3 separate regions of the Mus musculus genome follow, and regions 1 and 2 are each linked to region 3. Evidence: chromatin contacts called from public Hi-C and HiChIP or PLAC-seq data. All regions are on one chromosome and are shown on one strand. The core of a region is the stretch at or near the end of the contact, and the rest is flanking DNA. Distances in the headings are between cores, read along the strand shown.

Region 1 (2,722 bases), core at 74-2,573, 150 kb before region 3:
CTTTCTACAATTCCTATTCTTCTACTCTGGCCATTCCCTCTCTTTCTCCTTTGCCAGTCTTGTCAGCTCACTACCTAAATGCCGCAGCCCATAGGGCCATGGCCCAGGGCCTGACCTCTGTCTTCTATCCACTGGCTCTCCAAGACCTTGCATAGTCTAAGGTCTTCAATATTGTCTATGAGTGCCTTAGCGAGTGTTCTATTGCTGTGAAGAGACACTATGGCCAAAGCAACTCTAATAAAATAATTTCATCGGGGGCTTGCTTAGAGTTTCAGAAGCTTAATCCATTATCATCCTGTCAGGAAGCATGGAGGCAAGCAGACTTGGTGCTGGAGAAGTAGTTGAGAGTTACATCCTGATCCGAAAGCCTTGTAGACACCGAGCATCAGAGCCCTTTCCCCAACCCCGGCGCCAACACTGGCTCCAGACACAACTGGGGCACAGTGACCTTGATATCCTACTGCCTGAGTGCACCCTACATCCAACCTGGACCCAGCAGCCCCATTCTCAACCATTGCTGGAGCCACCATCTCTCCAGACTTTCCCCTACCCCAGGGCCTTTGCACTAGCGATTGCTCCCTTTCTAGAATGTTCTTTTTCTAGCTGTCCACCTGGCCTGCTACTAATGAGACCCTCCTTGCTTCCTGTCCCTTTCCCTACTTCATTTTCTCCTTTACATTTTCCTCTCTCTCCTTTATTGCCTCCCCTTTGCTAACAGAAGGTAAATTCCACAGGAAGATCAGCCATATGTTGTGTCCCTCATCATCGAGTGCCCAGAGCATACAATAGCGCCTGACATTCAGTAACCCCCAGCTATTTACAAATCAGACGTCACAGTAAGGCCCTGTTGCGGTGGGCTGTGACTCACTCAGCCAGGTGCTGTGTGCTGGCCAACCCCTCTCAGATGGGAATGAGTGACCCAGGTCACCAAGGCACACCCTCCGAGTGGCCAGCATTGGTTGCTTAACCCCCTAGCTCTGGCCTCTTAGGTATCAGAGTTGGAGTAGTGAGAGACTCCAGACTAAGGCTAGAGGTGGGTGGAGCACTCTACAGTCTTGGTTGGGGGGTGGACTCCGGCACTCTACACAGAGGGGGCCCTTCTGCTGTCTTGGCTAGCAGCCAGGGCCTCCTGGAATGCCCTGTGTGGCCAGCGCTGAAACACCACCGGCCTGATGGGTCACAGCTATTAAAACGCCGGTGTCAGTATCAAAGGGAAGATGCCAGGCAGCCACTCGCTTCCCCAGAGCCCCAGCTTGGGCTTAGGGGCCAGTCACTCCCTGTGCCCTAGCTCAGGACTCTTAAAGGGACCAGGCGCCTGCCCAACCCAGGCATCTGTCACACATGAATCCAGATGGCAGCAGAGGGGAGTGAGGCCAGAGGCCCAGTGTGACTGTCACTCCAGCCAGGGTCTGCCCTCAGGCAGAGGCTGCAAAATAAGATGTTGCCTGCTGTCAACCGTCCAGGTTCAGAGGTAGAGAGTACAGCAAAACAGCAAATATCAGGGATAATTGCCAGTAGGCGAGAGTGACACCTTCCTGGGTTGGGCTGTGGCTCAGTGGCATAACGTGTTTGCCTGGGGTATGCATGAGGTTGTGGCTTAAATCCTCTGCACTAGAAAGAAAAATTATAAAGCTAGGTAGAGTAGGAGTATGTTTATAATCCCAGCACACAGAAGGTAGAGGCAGGAGGATCACTGCAACTTGGAGGCTAGCCTGGGCTACAAGATGAGACTGTCCCCCCACAAGATGCCACCAAAACAACAAAACAAAGTGGGTGGGGTATAGCTTCATTAGCAAAGCTCTAATGTGTACACTGTTACATGGTACATGTACACATAGTAGGCATGTTCAGAACCCTGGGTTAAATCTCCAGTAGACAACAAATTGGGTACAGTGGTCCACACCTGTAACCCAAACATTCAGAAGGCAATAGGATTGGGAGTTCAAGATCATTCGCAGCTGCATACCAAGTGTGAAGATAACCTGAGCTACATGAAACCCTGCCTCAAGAATGTTTTAGAACGCCAGGCAGTGGTGGCGCACACCTTTAACCCCAGCACTTGGGAGGCAGAGGCAGGCGGATTTCTGAGTTCGAGGCCAGCCTGGTCTACAGAGTGAGTTCCAGGACAGCCAGGGCTACACAGAGAAACCCTGTCTCAAAACAAAACAAGGGCTGGTGAGATGGCTCAGTAGGTAAGAGCACCCGACTGCTCTTCCGAAGGTCCAGAGTTCAAATCCCAGCAACCACATGGTGGCTCACAACCATCCCTAACGAGATCTGACTCCCTCTTCTGGAGTGTCTGAAGACAGCTACAGTGTACTTACATATAATCAATAAATAAATCTTTAAAAAAAACAAAACAAAACAAAACAAAACAAAACAAAAAGAAAGAAAAGTATTTTAGGCCAGGCTTGGTGACACATGTCTTTAATCCCAGTACACAGGACAAGGAACCAGGTGGTCTCTGTGATTTCAAGGCTAACCTGGTCTACAAAGCAAGTTCCAGGTCATATTTATTTATTTATTTACTTATTTATTTATATTTTTTGAAACAGGGCTTTTCTGTGTAGCCTTAGCTGCCCTGGAACTTACTCTAGACCAGGCTAGCCTCAAACTAATAGAGATCCACCTGCCTCTGCCACCTAAGTGTTGGGATTAAAGGCATTCACCACCACCACCTGGCTGAATTTCTTTTAAAACGAACCCTCCTGGGAAAATAAGA
Region 2 (2,700 bases), core at 10-2,509, 150 kb after region 3:
ACCCGGTGGTGTTTAGAGGAAAGAAGCAGGGGACATGAGAGCTATCAGTGTGGCTTCTCCACTGTCCTTCTCTAGCTAAGGCCTTTTCTTAGTGTGGCTCCTGCAATTCTATATGTATAATATCATATATGCCCTACCTACTAAATATAAGAATATATTCATGTGCACACATATCCATTCCTGCACACACAACATACCAATGCACAGAGATGATTCTGGGAGGAAACATACACTGTGAACAGTGACAGGAGTGTTAACCTTTGTGCTTAATGATGTTTATCAGAAACAAGGTCTTAGTATCCCAGGCTGGCCTCTAATTCATTGTGTATGGAGGATTAACAGTGAACATCCTACCCTCCTGCTTCCATACTTGGACTGTTGGGATCACAGGCATGTGCCACCATATATATATATATACACACACATACGTATATATACATACATATATATGTATATATACATATATATATACTAAAAATGAGTATATATAAATATATATACTAAATGAGTATATATACTAAAAATTAAAAATGAAATTTAGTATATATACATACATATATATACATATACACATATACATGTGTATGAATACATTTACTATATATATATGTGTGTATGAATATAATATATTACATATATACTAAATATATATCTATATAGTAAATACATACACACACACACACACACACATATATATAGTAAATGTTTCTTTTTATAAAAACATGAGACGGACAGAGCTGTGTACATGCCATGCACCTTCTGATCTACATGTGGCTTCCAAGGATCCAACTCAGGTCCAACTCAGCCCCGATCCCCACTGTCTCACTGATGCTGGCGTTATATTTTATATGTTAAACAAACATAACATTTGGTTAGCTTTCCCCCTTTTTAGCCTTTTCCATACCACAGAAGAACTGGCTGATGCTGGTTAATTTTTGCGAGGAAAGCCCAGCATTAACAAATATGCTAGGAAATGTTGCCTTAATTTTTCTTTAAACCGAACTCCAGGGTGGGGCTGCAAGGTGTTTGTGTGGGGTTCAGGGACCTTAATCCCGAGTGAGCATTGGTGGATCTGGCCACCCACTGCCCAGCCAGCTCCCCGGCTTTCCCTGCAGGTATCATCTGGTGGTGTTTGTCCTCATCTACTTCCTGCCTCTAGTGGTGATGTTTGCAGCTTACAGTGTCATTGGCCTCACACTGTGGAAACGCGCCGTACCCAGACACCAGGCTCATGGAGCTAACCTGCGCCATCTACAGGCCAAGAAGAAGGTGGGAAGCCGGAGGAGGGTCGGGGGTGGAGCGGGGTGGAGGTGCAGGAATCTGCTTCAGGGAGCCATTAGAACCCAAAACCCACCCGCTAGGGGGTGCTAGGGAGCTAGGCTTGAGACTCAGATGCCAAGTACTGACCCGCGTCTCTCCCTGACCAGTTTGTGAAGGCCATGGTACTGGTGGTGGTGACATTTGCCATCTGCTGGCTGCCCTACCACCTCTACTTCATCCTGGGGACCTTCCAAGAGGACATCTACTACCGCAAGTTTATCCAGCAGGTCTACCTGGCACTCTTCTGGCTGGCCATGAGCTCCACCATGTACAACCCCATCATTTATTGCTGCCTTAACCACAGGTGAGCCCCACCCTGGCTCCGCTCTCCGACCACAGGGGAGGGACTGGAGTAGCTCCTCCCAGAGGCTGGAGCTGCCCGGGACTCCCACAGTATCACCCTCCTGTGGCCCGGATCTAGCCTGGGCCCCATCTCCTTCCCAAAGCCTTGTCCTTTGCTGAGCCATAATGCCTATGTCTGTCCTTGTCTCTTCCGGGGTCTGCATCGGGGGCAAGGGAGAAGGCAGAAAGGCAGGATCAGAGAGATGGAGGGAAGGAGACAGTAGGGAGAGGCAGAAGAGCTGAATGGGAGGGAGAAAGCTGAAATGGGTAAGACTATCTCTGAGATGGCTTTTTCTTCTTTTTTATGGGATGTGTGTGTGTGTGTGTGTGTGTGTGTGTGTGTGTGTGTGTGTGTGTGCATGTGTGCAAATGAGTGTGTGCCACAGCACATGGGTGGGGGTCAGAGGACAATTTGTAGCAGTTGTCTCTCTCTTTCTACCATGTAGGTCTCTGAGATAGAACTTGGGTTGCCAGGCTTGTAGCAAATGCCTTTTCCCACTACGCCATCCCACCGGCTCAAAAGAGCTGCCATTTAAAAGTGCTTCTTCCTAAGGATGTGACTGATCTGGGTGGGCAGGTGTCTAAAGAGGCTGAGGGCAGGGTTGGGGCAGATTTGGGGCAGGGCTGGGGGGCAGGACTGAGGGCGGGGCTGGGGCGGAACTGAGGGCGGGGCTAGGGGCAGGGTTAGGGGCTGGCAGTGTGCTTCTTGCCTCACCGCCCCCACCCTCCCCCACGCTCCCCCAGGATGTGACCAGTGGAGGAAGGGCTGGGCTCTGGCTGCTGGCTCTGGTGCTTCTGGGGTCCTGGAGTCTGGGGATATGCTGGCACCAGCTCTGGGACTCTTGATTAAGGAAGAGGTGGTGAGCCAGGCAGAATCCAAGTCCCAGGATCCTTGTGCTCAGAGTGAGCCTTTCGGCCTGGGGTGGGAGCAGATGAGAGGTCACGAGAGGGAGACACTGAGTCAGCTGCAGTCCAATGGGTGTGAGCAGTACTGAGGATGGGACCTCTTTGTTTATGACATAACTTGTATCAGGTGTC
Region 3 (2,700 bases), core at 167-2,666:
TCACTAGGGTCCCCTGAGACCATCAGAAAACACAGGTATTTGCATTACGATTCTTAACAGTAGCAAAACTGGAGTTACAAAGGAGCAAAGGAAATAATGTTATGGTTGGGGATCTGCACGGCATGAGGAGCTGTGTTAAAGGGCCATGGAGTTAGGAAGGTTGAGAGTCGCGGCTGTAGAAGGTAAGCAGGGCGCTGGAGACTGGGAATTGGGGCCAGCTGCTACACTTCTCTTCAGGATGGCTGCCTACCTGCTGAGAGCTGCTACTTCTGTGCTGGGTGGTCGTCCTCACTCGTGGGTCATCATCCTGAACGATCTCCCCATTGGCCAAGATCCTCACCATTCTCCCTGGACGCTGGGAATTTCTGCTGCGCTGTACCTGCCAATAAATGCATGCCCTTCGATTGATCGTCTAGGGGGCAGATCTTTCCCCTGACCTCAACGGGCCCGCTACAGATAATTGAGAGATTGTTTTTCGGTGGTGATCATATGGTGGCCCACCCTTAGCAGGTGCTTGTCCTATTAACCAAAAGAGGTGGAAAAAATGCAAGGGAGGAAGAGAGGGAGGGTGGGTCCCAGGGCCCTGTCCAAGTGACGCACACCTGTAATCAACACCAGAACTCCAAGGAGGTACAGGCTGGAAGGTCAGGGGTTAAAGGCCAGCTTCTGCTAAGTGAAACCCTGTCTCAAAAAAGAAACAAACAGGAAGGCAGTGTTTTGTATGCTAACGTTAAAACAACAACAACAACAACAAAACCAACCAACAAACAAAACAAACAAACAAAACAAAACAAACAAACAAAAAAAACAGGGTTAGGGTGCGGTTCCTAAGCACTGCCAAAAAGAGCAGGCGCTAATAATCTACGTAGATCCTCTTAGGTCTCCACCCAGGTGGCAGAACCTGGGGACATCACGCTGGGGAGGGTGTACCTGCGCTGCGGAGGGCACGCCCCCTGCCCCTCACCTGCAGGGAACACCCAGGTAAAGGACGAAGTCCAACCTCCCACCACAAGGTGTGTGAGCTGCAGCTGCGGCTCTGGGGGACCCCAGCTTTGCAGCCCCTAAGGGTGACGATAGGCCCGGCACTGTCACCCGAGGAGCGCCTCCGTGTTCATCTCAACCCGCCGGGGCACCGAGGCAGGTTGGGCCCGGGGAGGAGCACAGCGTGGAGCGGGCAGGGTCGCGGTTCTGCGCGACGTCCCGTGCTTTGTCATCCCGCAGGCTGGCCCACCCGCGCCGCTGCAGCGCCTCGGTCAGGCGTGGCTCCAGGCCCCGCAGCGGTGGGAAGGGGTGCGGATCCGGGACCCGGCGCGAACACCACCCACCTGCGCGCACGGTTCCCGGGGCTCGGCGTCCACGGGCGGCCGTTTCCTCCCACCTGACCTCACAGGAAGCGCGCACCGCAGGGGCGAGGCCCGGCTCGGGGCCCCCTCTGCCGGCTGCCGGGGTAACTGCAGCTGCGCATCGGGACTGGAGGAGAAGGGAGGGGAAGGAGGGAGAAGGGAGGACAAGGAGCAGCTAGATTGGGGAGGAAGGACTATCGGGAAGAGATGAGGAGGCTGAGAAGGATTGGGATGGGGAATGTGGGTGAATACATGATGGGGAAGAGGACCAGGGAAGAGGGGATCACATAAAAGCCCAGGACCCGGGATGCCTGGGTTGGGAGAAGAGAAGTAGGCAGAAGGTGAGCCCACTTGTAAACACAAGTCTGCTCAGATCTGCCCAGCTAACTCTGCCTGTTCCACTTGAGAAGGACCCAGCCCCGCCCCTCAGGAGCTCCAAGCTCCTTGGGGACCGAAGAGGTATGAATCACTGGCATGTTCGCTCAGTTTGCAGCATGCTTCCCTCAGAGCGGGTTGGGGGCGGGATCACCAGATTAATTCTTGGTCTCTAGTGAGTCCAGGTGTAGTGGGGAGGAGAAAGGATGGATAGACAGCCTGAAAAGGCAGAGTCAGAGAAGAGACAGGGGACTGGAGGGAAAGTGTGAGACAGGACAGAGAGACTGATAGATGGTTGAGCTTCACAGCCTGATGACTTGAGTTGGATCCCTGGAACCTGCGTGGAGGAAGCAGGGACCTCACTCCCTTTACAACCCTCTGACACTGTTCCGGTAGGAATCCTGAGAGAGTTTTGCAGCCTCACGGAGTGGGAATCTAGGTCAGGCATCTCTGGCGTTGGCTCTGGCTCAAGCCAAGCATCTATCACCTAGAACCACCCAAGAAGAGAGTCTCCTTAAGGTTTGATTTAGATCTGGTTGGCCTTGGTGCTTGTCTGTAAAGAATTGTCCTATTAATTGACCAAGCCCATTGAGGGTGGCACCATTCCCTAGGCTGGACCCTGAGCTATGTAAGAGTAAAGAAAACCAGTGGGGAAGTGAGCAGCCAGCGTTGGTGCCCCGGTTTCTCTCTGCTCTTGATTGGATGTGATGTGATTACTATTTAAGTTTCTGAAGTGACTTCCCCTGAACTGCAATATGGAATTGTTAACCAAAATAAAGCCTTTCCTATAGCCCTAAGTAAATTTTCAGTGAGAGTATTTTACCGTAGAAACAAAAACAAAACAGATAGCCAACAACAACAAATCTGACATCTGGAAGACAGAAAGAGTATAGGAGTATCTGCAAATGAATAATATAAGCAACCAAGTTAAAACATAGGTGAAAGATTTCATCAGGCATATTATAAAAGAAATCTAAATGGC

Evidence for each region. Hi-C and Micro-C count contacts between places; a contact is called where the count stands out from the background. HiChIP or PLAC-seq counts read pairs in DNA pulled down with a chosen protein or histone mark.
Region 1: an H3K4me3 HiChIP or PLAC-seq map of embryonic midbrain shows a contact between it and region 3, with 2.6 times the contacts expected there. The contact joins the enhancer-like site here to the promoter of Fam241b in region 3. A contact is called at or near these places in 10 of 39 promoter capture datasets (cancer-associated fibroblasts, cranial neural crest, embryonic stem cells and 4 more), 1 of 15 datasets of contacts at CTCF or cohesin (embryonic stem cells), 55 of 484 Hi-C or Micro-C datasets (the AtT-20 cell line, CD8 T cells, DN3 thymocytes and 30 more), 18 of 115 datasets of contacts at active chromatin or transcription factors (craniofacial prominence, embryonic basal ganglia, embryonic forebrain and 8 more) and 4 of 9 other capture datasets (adipose tissue, embryonic stem cells, liver and 1 more).
Region 2: a Hi-C map of the N1E-115 cell line shows a contact between it and region 3, with 7 times the contacts expected there. The contact joins the enhancer-like site here to the promoter of Fam241b in region 3. A contact is called at or near these places in 4 of 39 promoter capture datasets (embryonic stem cells, hippocampal neurons and stem cell-derived epiblast-like cells), 2 of 15 datasets of contacts at CTCF or cohesin (both in embryonic stem cells), 71 of 484 Hi-C or Micro-C datasets (the AtT-20 cell line, B cells, the BV-2 cell line and 35 more), 11 of 115 datasets of contacts at active chromatin or transcription factors (bone marrow-derived dendritic cells, embryonic basal ganglia, embryonic stem cells and 2 more) and 4 of 9 other capture datasets (adipose tissue, embryonic stem cells, liver and 1 more).

What each region holds. Positions count from the first base shown.
Region 1 is chr10:61,964,413-61,967,134 of GRCm38.p6, forward strand. The region is part of intron 1 of Col13a1 (collagen, type XIII, alpha 1); the gene reads right to left. Among named protein-coding and RNA genes, the nearest start is that of Col13a1, 13 kb to the right of the region's middle. Within about 2 kb of position 1,324, at least 23 of the 459 cell types and tissues checked have an H3K27ac peak or open chromatin away from gene starts, as enhancers often do. A contact at or near this core is called in the AtT-20 cell line, cerebellum and myocytes, where this site is marked.
Region 2 is chr10:62,260,057-62,262,756 of GRCm38.p6, forward strand. It overlaps Tacr2 (tachykinin receptor 2), which reads left to right. Exons shown (of 5, transcript NM_009314.4): 3 at 1,116-1,269; 4 at 1,428-1,624. Among named protein-coding and RNA genes, the nearest start is that of Tacr2, 9.0 kb to the left of the region's middle. Within about 2 kb of position 1,260, at least 18 of the 459 cell types and tissues checked have an H3K27ac peak or open chromatin away from gene starts, as enhancers often do. A contact at or near this core is called in the AtT-20 cell line, CD8 T cells, the N1E-115 cell line and 1 more, where this site is marked.
Region 3 is chr10:62,109,634-62,112,333 of GRCm38.p6, forward strand. Fam241b (family with sequence similarity 241, member B) reads right to left here and starts at 1,417. Exons shown (of 4, transcript NM_027251.4): 1 at 1,326-1,417; 2 at 603-681; 3 at 251-379. The coding sequence starts at 343.